Regions from separate parts of the Mus musculus genome. Here region 1 is linked to region 2. The links are chromatin contacts, called in public Hi-C maps. All regions are on one chromosome and are shown on one strand. The core of a region is the stretch at or near the end of the contact, and the rest is flanking DNA. Distances in the headings are between cores, read along the strand shown. Region 1 overlaps Ptprg (protein tyrosine phosphatase, receptor type, G). Region 2 overlaps Ptprg (protein tyrosine phosphatase, receptor type, G).

Region 1 (6,353 bases), core at 1,730-4,229, 190 kb after region 2:
ACCTTAATACCCAATATTCTACCCAACCATTAATTAATACCCAACCATTCTACCAGAGTGGTTTCTGTGGAGTTGTTAAAGTCAATGTGTCCTTACAGACTTCTTGTAAGGCTGGTTTATTGACCTTATGTTCTGCTTGATGGCAAGAATTACCTTCTTAGCTAGGCATTTGTGGCTATGATGGCTTCCATGACACTCCTTGCCATCGGGAGAATTCTGTTGAAAGTGTTGCGGTTGGGCCACGCCACCTGTTCTCCCAGGGTTCTGACTCCTCTCCCGTACTTTACTTCTGATGATGGAGCCTGATAGAGAAATAACTACCAACTTATAGGTTTGAAATGTCAAAAGAAAGTCTTCAAAGTCTCCAGTTGCTAGAATCTTCTGCCTCTTGTTGCTTCCTCAGGATTGGCCATGTATTGGACCACTTCTGCCCCAGAGCACTAGTGATGCATTCAAATAGTTCATATGTTTCCACACCAGTGTGACTCTTGGAGCCTTCTAATTAACAAAACAAGAGCTTACTCTTATTTTTGAGAACAGAGTTTTGGTCCCCAGGATTACTACTAGGTTGAAAAGAATTATTTGTAACTCTTATCAACCAGAGCACAGAGAACTACAGAGAAAACTAATTACATTGAGATAGCACAATTTATAATTTGTGATCGGCAGTCTGGTAGCATTTTATTAACATCTACAAGACGTACTAGTTTTTATGTATGTCTGTTACCCCTTGAGAAACTAGCACCATCCACAAGATGAGGGGTGTCAGATGGTGACATTGCTTAGCATTGCTACTGGCCCTTTGTTAAATTGCTAAATATCAAACTTAGCAACCCAAGTCTGACATCATTGCAAGGTCACAGATCCCTGGAATCCCAGTGAGTTTATTTGAGAACAAGAGTTGCAGAGGTTTGGCTTGAAGAGTGAGGTGGGAAATGTTTCTGACAGCGTGAGCCAGATGGTATTTGTTGCTTTCATTCTGCTCTGCCTTGCAAAGGCAGCCAGATATACATTTAAACACTTCTTCTTGACTGCGTTTTCATAAGGCTGTATGGACAAATACAGAGGAGTGTTGCACTTGAACCCAGGTCCCGAGTTTGCTCACATCTTCTTTAGGTGGAGGCTCTTCTCTCTAACATTCTCTCTCATCTGGCCTAGCATGTGCTCACTTTGGGACTCACCACTGCCATTCGTTGTAATTTTACGTACACCTAGTGGTTTGGGACTGCTTTTCTCTACTGCATCCATAGTGTGTTTATGATGAATTATTTCTTGAGTGAGTGATATATAACGCATAGATGATTAAGATGCCCTCCCTGTTCTCATATAACCTCCTCTTGGCTGGGTAGACATGTATGAGCAAGCACACAGACTGTAATTGCTGCAGTTGTTAAACATACACTGTTGCTGGACACTGAAGACGGTGCCTGTATTTTAAATGTGCAGAGGTCAGGAATTATAAATGTTAGATTTTGGTAATAGGCATTTGCTTGCAGATAACAGTGACTTTGGATGCCCCATCTCAAATGATGTGGTTGTTAGTTGATTAGCTTATCACAGGTCAGGTGAAATAAAAATAATGCTCGACACCTAGTCTACTAATCTGGGGAAATACAGGCAGCATGGCTATGAGTCTTCTGTTCTGTGTTTAATATGTGTTTGATGGATGGTGTCTGCCTTAGTGTACAGAACTAATATTTCCTACCTGTACTCATTGAGGGTGACTGTGTGACCCTCTAGCCCTGTTTGACATGGAAAATAGAGAAGACCACTGAGGGCAGCTGCAGCCCATACCTAAACCGTGGGAACCCTGAGATGGTTCTTCTGTTAAGAAAGTCCTTGTCTCCTGTTATCGTGGGGCATGCTGTTGGGTGATGAGCCCGTAAGTTATCCTCTCCGCCAACAGATGGTTCATCCCAGAGCCATCATGTCTTCAAACTACCCGCTCCCTATTGATCACAGACTTGGATAAAAGGCATTTTATACTAGTCATTAGGATGAGAATCAAGCTCAATGATGAAACTCGGTGTGCTGTTTTACCAAGACCCTCCATATCAAATTTTCTAGAGGTTGTAGAGTTAGATAAGAGCCAGGAGAACAAAGTTATACTGGTGCTTTAGGGACCTTCATGGATAACGTGACCTCTCTGTGAGTTCCTCTTTTGCCTGAGTTCATCTGTAATGTGGTGAGGGCCCGCCTGGTTGCCCAGTCACACAATGACGAACCAGAGCAGAGGCTTTGTGTGCTAAAACCTGTCTCAGAGTCTCTCTCATCTCTGAATCTCTTTGGCTTCTGGATTTTCTTCTCTCTCTAAAATTCAGTCATTCGCATCATGGTTTAATTATTTTATGTAGCAACGTATGTCTGAGTAAGCTGTTTGTCTCTGCCATGTGGCTGTGATTGACTTGTTGATAACTGTCTGAGTGTCAATTAGATGAAGTATGTGCAAAATCTGATTTTTTTTGATCTGTTGCATATTTGCAAGGAAATTCTTGGTTATAATGAATTACAAATCAACATCTCTTTTATTCTCCCTCATACTCTGTCAAGATAAGACATTGGCTATCCATTTCAAATAACAACTGTCTAATCAATAATTGTGATATTGCTAAATTATTAATGAAACAGGAGTGAAGTATGTTGTAATTTTTTATTTGACTTGGCATCTTCTTATATTTCTCTGTAATTGATCCTGAGCTGTTAGATCTCGATCTGTGAGGATAGTTTGGAGAAGGCAGAAGCCATAATTTCTCAGTGGGCAGGAAAAACAAAGACAACATTTGCCTGGGGTATTTAGAATATGTTGTAGCCTAGATTTGTAATTCAGGCTTGCTCCCACAGAGACTGGGAAATTATTTCCTCATGCAGAGATGAACTCCTAGACATCTGTTATTCGAGCCTTTGATTTAGTGTCACCAAGTGACTTTGGGGACAAAGATGATCTTATTCCTGAGATTACCTGTTTGAGCCCAAGGTTGGCGGTAACAGGTCCAGGCTTGCTACACATGTAATAACGTCATGTGTCATGTTTGTAATACTTACTGACTGTCCTGGAAACTATACCGTCAGTGTTAATTGGGGATTGTTTGAGGTTCACGGTTGCTTTCAGAGGCTTATTTATTCATCAGTTTATTTGACTCTCATCTCAATTTTGGTTTTGTTAATGTTTTACCATCCTTTGAGGGAAGTGGAAGGCAGAGAAGCACCTAGTCATGTATATTTGTTTATAGTGAGTGGAGCTGAGTTCTAGATATCCTGTGGTTCCTCAGTGCTCAGAACTCAAGTCCTATTGCATAGGGTTTTCTGATGTCAGACCATTGAATCTGGGCAGGCAGGGAGCCAAGAGGATCTTGTGTTTTTACAGCTGGTAGAGGGTCACCAAAGTGTGGGCTCTTGTGAATGTCTGGACACTGAGCCTCCAGCTTTATTCTGTCTTGAGCCTTCCTACAATGTCTTCCTATTGATCTCGGAATTCAGAATTTTGGGATTGAAATTTCAGGAAGGGTTGAGAAGCTGATAAAGTGGGCACAACATGATTTTTGGTTTATTGCTTTGGTTTTTTGAAATAGTGGTTTGCCATGGGCCAAGGCTCATCTGTAACTCCAGGTCCTTCTGCCTCCACTTCTTCAGTTCTGAGAAAGCAGCTGTGTGCCAGCATACCAAGCTGGCATCATTGTTTGTTTGTTTGTTTGTTTGATTGATTGATTGATTGATAGTGTGCTCTGTGTGTGTGTTGGTAGGCCAGAGGTCAGGGTTGGGTTTTAAATTTTTCTCCTTTTTTTGTAGTTTTATTATTTTTTAAAAACTATTTTATTCATATGAGTGTTTAGCCATGTATGTGTGCATAGCACTTGAGTGCCTAATACCCGCCTCGGCCAGAAGAGGTATCAGGTTTCCTATAACTAGGGTTCCAGATGGTTGTGAGCTGCCATGTTTTGAGCTGGGAGTTGAACCTAGGTCCTTGGGAATAGAGGCTAGTGCTCTTAAATACTGAGGTATTTCCCCAGTTCTGTTTGTCTTTTTACTTTAATTTGATACAAGGTTTAACCGTGTAGCCCCTAGTAGTTACAGAGTAATAGAGATTCACCTGTCTCTCCCTTTTTAGTACTAGAATTAAGAGCAAGTTCCTGGGAGAGACAGGAGTCTAAAATTCACTGATTGGCTAGGTTGACTGGCCATTGAACTTCAGGGATCTGCTTGTGGGGCCCTCCCAGCACAGCATTATAGGTGCATGCCCCGTATACTGCCTTAAAAAAGATGAATGCTAAAAATCTTTCATGATTGCAGAGTGAGTATTTTACTGATGAGGTCATCTATCTCTCCAGTTCACTAGTGATAACAAACAAACAAAACCATAAGGCAAACTCAGAACAAAACGGGTAAGCTACTCTTACCAGCATCAAGCCTTCCTTTATGGATGACTGGTGTCTTCAATGCATCTTCCTGGATGTGGTCCACAGATGTCTGCATAGCCACCCCTCACTCCTTTCCTCTCAGCGCAAAGGACTGCGATCCCAAGTTTGGCTAGGATGTGGCAAAGCAGCCGAGAACATCATCTGTTCTGCTTCTCCCTGCCATACATAAACAAACATCTTTTTGATTCTTCAGCTAATCTGATATTTTTCCCAGGCATGTTACAGTTATTTCTACCAGATACTGTGTTGGAATAAGCTGATTGTACTGGGGAGGAGGTGACAGGCTCAGGGCGGGTAATGTCGCAAATCTGGAGTGTCTCGTCTATGCTGCAGGTTCATTTTTGTGAGTTAGTCAACTGTCTCTTTTCTGCAGATTATTTTGCATTAATATATCATCTCAGTTCCGAGTCTCCCACCATTTATCCCCCACTCCTCATTCTTTCTTAAAAATCAGAATAGAATTTTCATGATTAGCTCCATGGCTTCTGTTTGGGTGTATTTTTATAGGTAGTGCTAGCATTACTATTATTTTTGAAATTCTTGTTTATATTTTTCTCTTGCCATCTGTTCATTTAATTATTCTCAGTTTGTTTACGATTTCAGTGTCCCCTCCATACATTCTCTGGCATTTTGTCTGCCCTTTCCTGACATAATAGGTCAAGCTTTCGAAAATCTGCCCATGGAATTTGACTTTTTCCATAGTGTACACACCGCCTATGCCTTCTGAAATTGTTCTTTGAGCAGATGTTAACTGTTTCAATATTTTGTTGTTTTGGTGGAAAGGGAATTGAAATATAAGATGTCAGTGATAGCATGCTTTGCTTACACCACAGCAGATTGCTGCTTCCAAGAGGAATATGCAAACGTCTTTAAAACATGGGGTGTTTGTTCCCTTATGCATTTTAACCACCATCTACAGGTTGTATGCTCTGAAAAAAAATGAGAAAATGCATCAGGTTATAATGATGGCTTTGTTCTTTGTAGCTTCTGAAATGGGTGTTGAGATTTCCTTAACCGGGGTTTCAGCTATGGGAATTCATCTGGAGATGAAGGACGCTTCCCTGTGAAAGTAGGAAGCAGGGCAGAGTGTCTTAGTTTCTATTCTTGGTGCTGTGATAAAATTCTCTGAGGAGTCCCCCCACAGACATGCCCAGCTGCCAGTCAGTCTCCTGGGTGATTGACAGGATGACTTCACACTTGATAATCTACTCTTATGGCTCAAATTCATCTGACCAGAATATGGATGACAAAAATGACTTGTCTTGGAGACCAGAGAGTGTTTCCTGTTGGAGACCCAGAGGCCTGTGTTGTTCTCACAGTCGGCACTCTGCTCCTCCTGGTGAGGTTTCTGAGCATCTGTCACCGTTTACTCTTCCCTGCAGAAATAGAAGGATGTGGAAAACTGTCTTGGAAAACAGATTATTGGTATTTTTTTCTTTTTACATAAGTCAAATCTGACTCATAATTAATAATTGATGTTGGGCTTAGTTAACAGAAGTCCTCAAATCCCACTGGCCTGATGGTTGTGGCACAGGAACCTGGGGTTGGGGTGAGGGGGAGCCAGCAGGGTGCTCTCCCCATATGCAGGCCAGACTGAGGGTGGCCAGGACACTGGGGGCTATTCCTTGGGTTCCACATCTCTCTCTGCTTTCTTTTTTGCTTCTAGATGTTTTCCTTTCCTGTATTGCACATGCTGGTGAATAATCTAAGGCTCCCAGGATTACAATATGTACCTCCTCACCATGTTATTCAACATGTTAAATATGTAGCTCCTCACCATGTTACTCAACATGTTAAATATGTACCTCCTCAACATGTTACTCCCTCTCTTCTTGCTGTTAACTTGCTTTGGTTTTGTTTCCTCAGACACCAAAGCCAGGGTTCTGTTTGCCTCTTTCCCATCTCCTCTGAGTTAACACACGGCTTATGGTGAATGCT
Region 2 (5,812 bases), core at 53-2,552:
TAAATTCTATCTAACTAGTGGTCAGTGTGTCAAGAGTGACTTTGGTTTTAGGATTCGTCAGAACTTGGCACTGTCATTTCTGCTGATTGCTTTAGGAGGAGGGACGAGGGGTCGGTAGAGGGTAGCAGACTGAGCCTCAGCTGATGGAATGCAGACATGGAGTTGATCTGTTGTCTTGAAATGGCTTTGGGCAGGCTGTCCAGGAGAAGGGCTTGTCACAGCTGATTTTTCCTTCAGGTGCTAGCTGACTACGTTGTTTACTACCTTGGCTGTGGCTTGCATTGACCAGTGTATCGTGATGACAGCAGATGTGTGTGGACAGAGACCACGGTTTCTAGAGTGCACAGATGCCAGCCCTGTTTTATTTTGTATTGCCCCCTTGTTTTCTTTTCTAAAGCAAGCTATTTTCTTTTACTACACGTGGATAAAGGCCATTAGTGGAGAGTGTGCAAAATCTTTGAGTTATAAGCATCAGTCCCTCATTTTCTCAATTGGCCAATTTGTAAGAAGCCCCTGAAATTAGTCACCATAATAGAGTTGGGTAGGTTGGCATGAGAGATCTCTCTGCACATACTTTCTTTAGGTTGTGATTTATAGAAGCTCAACTTTTCCATTAGTGAAGTTTCTTACTTGATAGGAAGTAGCTGCTGGTCTTGAAATTTCTGCCTTTCCTCTTGATACAAAATGGAGGAAAAATTGATTCCTAGAAAAATCTAGGTAATGTACTGGTGCTCTCACCACATGAATGGAGGAGGCTGTGGAGATGCTTCTTGCATGCTTGGTGGCCTTTGAGCAGGGTTCTGAGGGACCGAGAGAGCAGAGGGAAATGCTTGTGTTCAGCATTATCCTTCTCTGTCTTTGCCTAGTGGCTCGCCTTTATTGGTTTTTCTTGCCTTTCAAATGGAAACAATGGGTTTCAACCTTCTAGATTCCTCAGAAGAATCAAGTGAGACATGGCTGCAAATGGCCAGAAAGGAGCTGTGTATGTAGAATGTTGTAAAGGGCCCTGCTTATAAGAGCTGTTGCTTGGGACTTACTGTATCAACTAGTTCTTCTTCACTGTGACCAAATAACTATCACAAACAGCTTCTGGGAGAAATTACTTATTTTGGCTCATAGTTTCAGAGCAGTCAGCCCATGGTGAACCAGATGGTAAGGGAGAACAGAATGGCTCAAACCGTGATAGCCAGGAAGCAAAGCAAAACAAAAGACACATAGCAAGAGCATACAGCAAGGGGCCCTGCCAACTCTGACACACCACAGTCTCCCCAGTGTTTCAACTAGTCCAACCTCCCAGTGATGACATCATATTGTTAATCCATCAATAGATTAATCTATTGATTAGGACAGAGTCCTTACAGACATGCCCAGAGCTGTACGTTAATCTCCGAAGTGTTTCACATCAGGCCAAGTCAGTAGTCCCAGGAATGCTTGCCTAAGTGTGCTCTCAATGCTGTGCAGTTCTGTGGAGAGGGGAGTGAGCTGGAGTTCAGGGAGAGCAGAGACCCATGGCTGACAAAGCAGCTGAGGAGCTGGCTTCCTGGATGCCTCCAGGCTTGGCTCTGCCTTCCTTGAAGAGCAGGGAGTAGGGACATCTTTCTCTTGGGCAAAATTTTGTCAGGATTTCTGTTGCTGTGACCAAATATCTAAGACATTGATTGCCACCTTCAGTAGGGGAGATTGTATTTCGATCTTGTGATTGACTTCATAGGTTTTAGTCCATGGTTGCTTGGCTTGTTACTTGGGACAGGGATGAAGGTAGAATGTCATGGGGCAAGTCTATCACAGTGTGGTGGCTGAGAGAAGGGGGACAGGGTCCTGGTGTTCCCTTCAAGGACATGCTTCCTCCACCCTAGCACCCATCCTTCCTGTAGGGTACATCTACAGTGCAATGGAGGAGTGACCAAACCTTTAACACATGGGACCTCAGAGAGACTTCCAACGGTAGCAGCTGCTAAGGCTTGAGTTGCTCTGTTTTTTCATCAGCGTGAAGGACAGGTCTATAGGACCAGGCTTTCTTCCTACTTAATACTCTTGGTATACTATGCCAGTTTATCCCTGAAATTATCAATGTGAAGAGGATGCTTACATGTTGTGAGATAGCTCTACAGTAATATAGGCCCATCATGACCTCAGGGTGCATAGGGAACGACTCATTCAAAGAAACATAGCACCTAATGGCTTCTTTCTACACAGGGGCCAGGGGTTGGTATTTGAGTTCAGGGTTCTCATTTCTGTAGACGTGGCAGACTTTGCTAATCAATCATAAAACTATTTGCTTTTGAAGCCTGAATGAGGGCTTAGAGATGGCACAGGGGAGGACTTTCATGCCATCCCTGGGCTATACTAAGACACACCCAACCTTCAAAAACAGCAGAATAAGTACAAGCATATCCATTGGGCTTTTATACCCTTGTAAATACACACATACACACACCACACCACACACACACACACACACACACACACACACACAGACACACACACACACACACACACACAGACACACACACACACACACACACATACACACACACACACACACAGACAGACACACACACACACACAGACACACACACACACACAGACACACACACACACACAGACACACACACACACACACAGACACACACACACACACACACACACACACGGGTAATTTTTAAGATTTCCTGGTCCGTGAAATTGCATTGGTTTCATATTTGACTCAGGTTTGTTTATTCGGGAACAAAGAATCCAATCTCTTGATGGCAGTTACATCATATTCTAATTGGTGAGATCGGCTGATAGAGGGAGGCTTAGGGATCTAAAATTACTCACCTATTTTCCTTCTCTTCAGAGCCCAGAGGTTTTGCATCAGATTATGGCTCTTGTAGGACTGTTTGTATTCTGAAGTGACACCTCTTTGAATTCTTAGCTATTTAAGTTAAGTGTTAAGTACAGGTTTAGTGACTGCAGCTTTTAAAACCGTGACTGACTTAACGGATTCCGCTCCTCTGTTTATGCCTGGTGAAGTATCTTGTGTTTACTGTGAATACATTCATTGGTACCTTTATGGTAGTCTGTCTCTCAGAATTTGATTGGTCCTTTGGTGGGTGTTATTTTTATGAAAGGAAACTGGAGAGGAGAGATGGGAATGTGAGGCATTCCTTCAGTAAGATAGGATACACATTCTTGGAGTTTGACACACATCAATTTTTTTATGCCATCAAACAATCCTAAGTCTATTTCCTAACTGAAGCTGTCTTCCTAAAGGTCCCTTCGGGTGGCCTTGGATTACTTCCTGTGAGTCCACTTGTGCTGTTCCGCCCAGTGTGGTGGCCACTAATCTCATGTGACTGCTGGGAATGCACACCTTGGTCTGAGATGGACTTCAGTATGAAATACACGTTAATACAATATCTCATTAAAATGTTATATTGCAGGGCTGAGAACATAGCTCAGTGGGTGTAACATAGTATGAGGATCTGTGTTCAGCTCCTACGACCTGTGTAAAAAAAAACTTGTCATTTCAGTTGTGGGAGGTGGAGCCTGAGGGAGCCCCAGGTTTGCTGGCCAGCCTGTCTGGCCTCGTGATGGGTTTCCTTCAGCTACTATGAAGTCCCATAGCCTTCCAGAACAGTGCCTCAATGGAGGCCCACCGTGAAAGCCCACGAGCCTGTGGGGAACGTTCTCATCCAAACAACTGCAAGGGAGGTAGCTCAGCTTCAAGCATGGGACATATGCTTTCTGTTTCCAACACTTGCTAACCCAAGTGAGTCTTTGAAACAGTGTGTTCTGAGCACCCCACCTTACTTGTGACCCTCTTTTTCTTGTACCTACTGGAACTGGGTCCTGTACTCACAAGGACATCAGAATGCACAGATGTTGAAGTCTCTTAAATAAAGTGGTATAGTATTTGCATATAGTCTCCACACTACAGGATCTCCTGTATATATGTAAAATTGTGTCAAGGTTATTTCCTCTAATGTGTAAATGCAATGCGAATAATGTTTGTTATTGTTGTTTTCTTAAAAATGAGGTCTGACTCAGACCCCAAGTGTTCCGGGACTGAAGAGAAATAATGTAGGCTACTGTATTAGTTGCTTTTCTTGGTTCAGTGATTGAAATGTTTGACAAAAGCAACTAAGGGAAGGAAGGGTTTCACTCACAGCTCAAGGGTGCAGTCCGTCATGGCAAGGGTGTCCTGTTGGCAAGAGCACAAGGGAGCTGATGACGCTGTGTCCACTGTGGGAGCTGACAGAGATCCTGATGTTTGTGCAGCGGTGCCTTCCCCGTCTAGGGTGGGTCTCCCCTCCACAGTGAACCGACTGGAGAATCCCCCTCACAGGTGGCCAAGGGCTTATCGCTTCTGCAGTTCAAGATTCTGTCAAGGTGACAATCAATTTTAACCACAGATACCTTCCCAGGAGAAAGTGGTTTGTACACAGTCCAAAGCCTGGCTGGTATTTCCTCTGTGCACAGGAAGTAGGGAGCCGATGAGCGGAGGTAGTAATGAGCCTGGGGGGTGGCTGACCTTCAGTAGGTCGGCTGAGCCACAGGGCTGAGCCACAGGACTTCCAGATGTGGACCCTTGCCTGCCTTGGATCTCAGCAGCTTTTTCATGTAGTACGGTGATTGTTGTCAGTGCCTGGCGCCTTGCAACATGCTCACTGCAGGTATCAAGATGCCTGGCAGCTGATGCTTGCTTCACTGACTGGGTCTCAGTGCCAGGCTTAAGGCATTTGCACCCATGGCCATGAAGAAGCACCTTGAAAGGGTCTTGTAACGGTCACAGTGATCTTCAGCATGAGACTCTAGAAGCTGCTAGCTTTCGTGGACTAGGTTTGTGTCTATTGTTCCTAATTTCTTTGCTGGTAAGATTGAGTCATAGGGTCATAGTCCAGTCTCTGTCAGTTGGTGTAAGCATAATTAGGAGCATTGTAAACAAACACTGGTTCCTAACAGGCACATGCTTGCTGTTACAAACTATATACTCATTCATAGCCATATATGTGTGTATGTGTGTGTGTGTGTGTGTATATAATATATATACATATATTATATATATATGTAATATATATATATATATATTATATATATACTATATATAGTCAATGAGATTATATATCTGGTATATAATCATGTGAAAATATATCATACATGATATTTATGTATCTTTCTACATAAACACATATATAAATATATATCACATATATGTATATATACCAAACTTTTCTCAAAAGTACAATGTTCTGTTGGAAGCACTTGTCTTCATAGTTAAACCCAAATGAAATGATATGATATTATATATTTGATATATTATATATATATATATATATATATATATATATGGCATGTATATATACAAGTTTTATATATATATGTATATATATATATGTATTGATTTATATGTGTACATATGTATATATATCATCAGTTCAGTGACTCCATATATAGTTTTCTTTTGCTCACAGCATTTTGGTTGCTTCCTGAGCATGGATGCTTCTTTCAGGGCTTACAAAGGCCCCTCTTTTGATCAGGAGGCTCTATTCATTCTTGAAGGAGAAGAGTATAAAGACCAGACTATGCTGGTCACCGCTCTCTCCTCTAGGTTCCAGTGTTCAAGCCAGATGATGTGGGATTCCATTATGTCTCTCAGTTGGGACGCCCCCCTGTGTGAAGCTGGGTTGACAGGTGATTGGAGTACAAGGGCATACTCCTTTCAGTGACTCTTTACAGCCCACTTTAACCCAGCGTTAATTTTGGCCTTTACTCAGCAAGGGCACCAGTGTTGGCTGGAAGGCCATGGGAGGCCAGGTAGGGAGCAGGA

The links. A called contact is a pair of places that touch in the nucleus more often than the background predicts.
Region 1: a Hi-C map of liver shows a contact between it and region 2, with 2.7 times the contacts expected there. The contact joins two enhancer-like sites. A contact is called at or near these places in 6 of 484 Hi-C or Micro-C datasets (liver, nephron progenitors and pancreatic cancer cells) and 1 of 115 datasets of contacts at active chromatin or transcription factors (embryonic stem cells).

The regions. Positions count from the first base shown.
Region 1 is chr14:11,756,207-11,762,559 of GRCm38.p6, forward strand. The region is part of intron 2 of Ptprg (protein tyrosine phosphatase, receptor type, G); the gene reads left to right. Among named protein-coding and RNA genes, the nearest start is that of Gm52128, 190 kb to the left of the region's middle. Within about 2 kb of position 2,980, at least 4 of the 459 cell types and tissues checked have an H3K27ac peak or open chromatin away from gene starts, as enhancers often do. A contact at or near this core is called in liver, where this site is marked.
Region 2 is chr14:11,567,704-11,573,515 of GRCm38.p6, forward strand. The region is part of intron 1 of Ptprg (protein tyrosine phosphatase, receptor type, G); the gene reads left to right. It overlaps Gm52128 (a long non-coding RNA gene), which reads left to right and starts at 5,395. Exons shown (of 2, transcript XR_003951168.1): 1 at 5,395-5,812. Within about 2 kb of position 1,303, at least 4 of the 459 cell types and tissues checked have an H3K27ac peak or open chromatin away from gene starts, as enhancers often do. A contact at or near this core is called in liver, where this site is marked.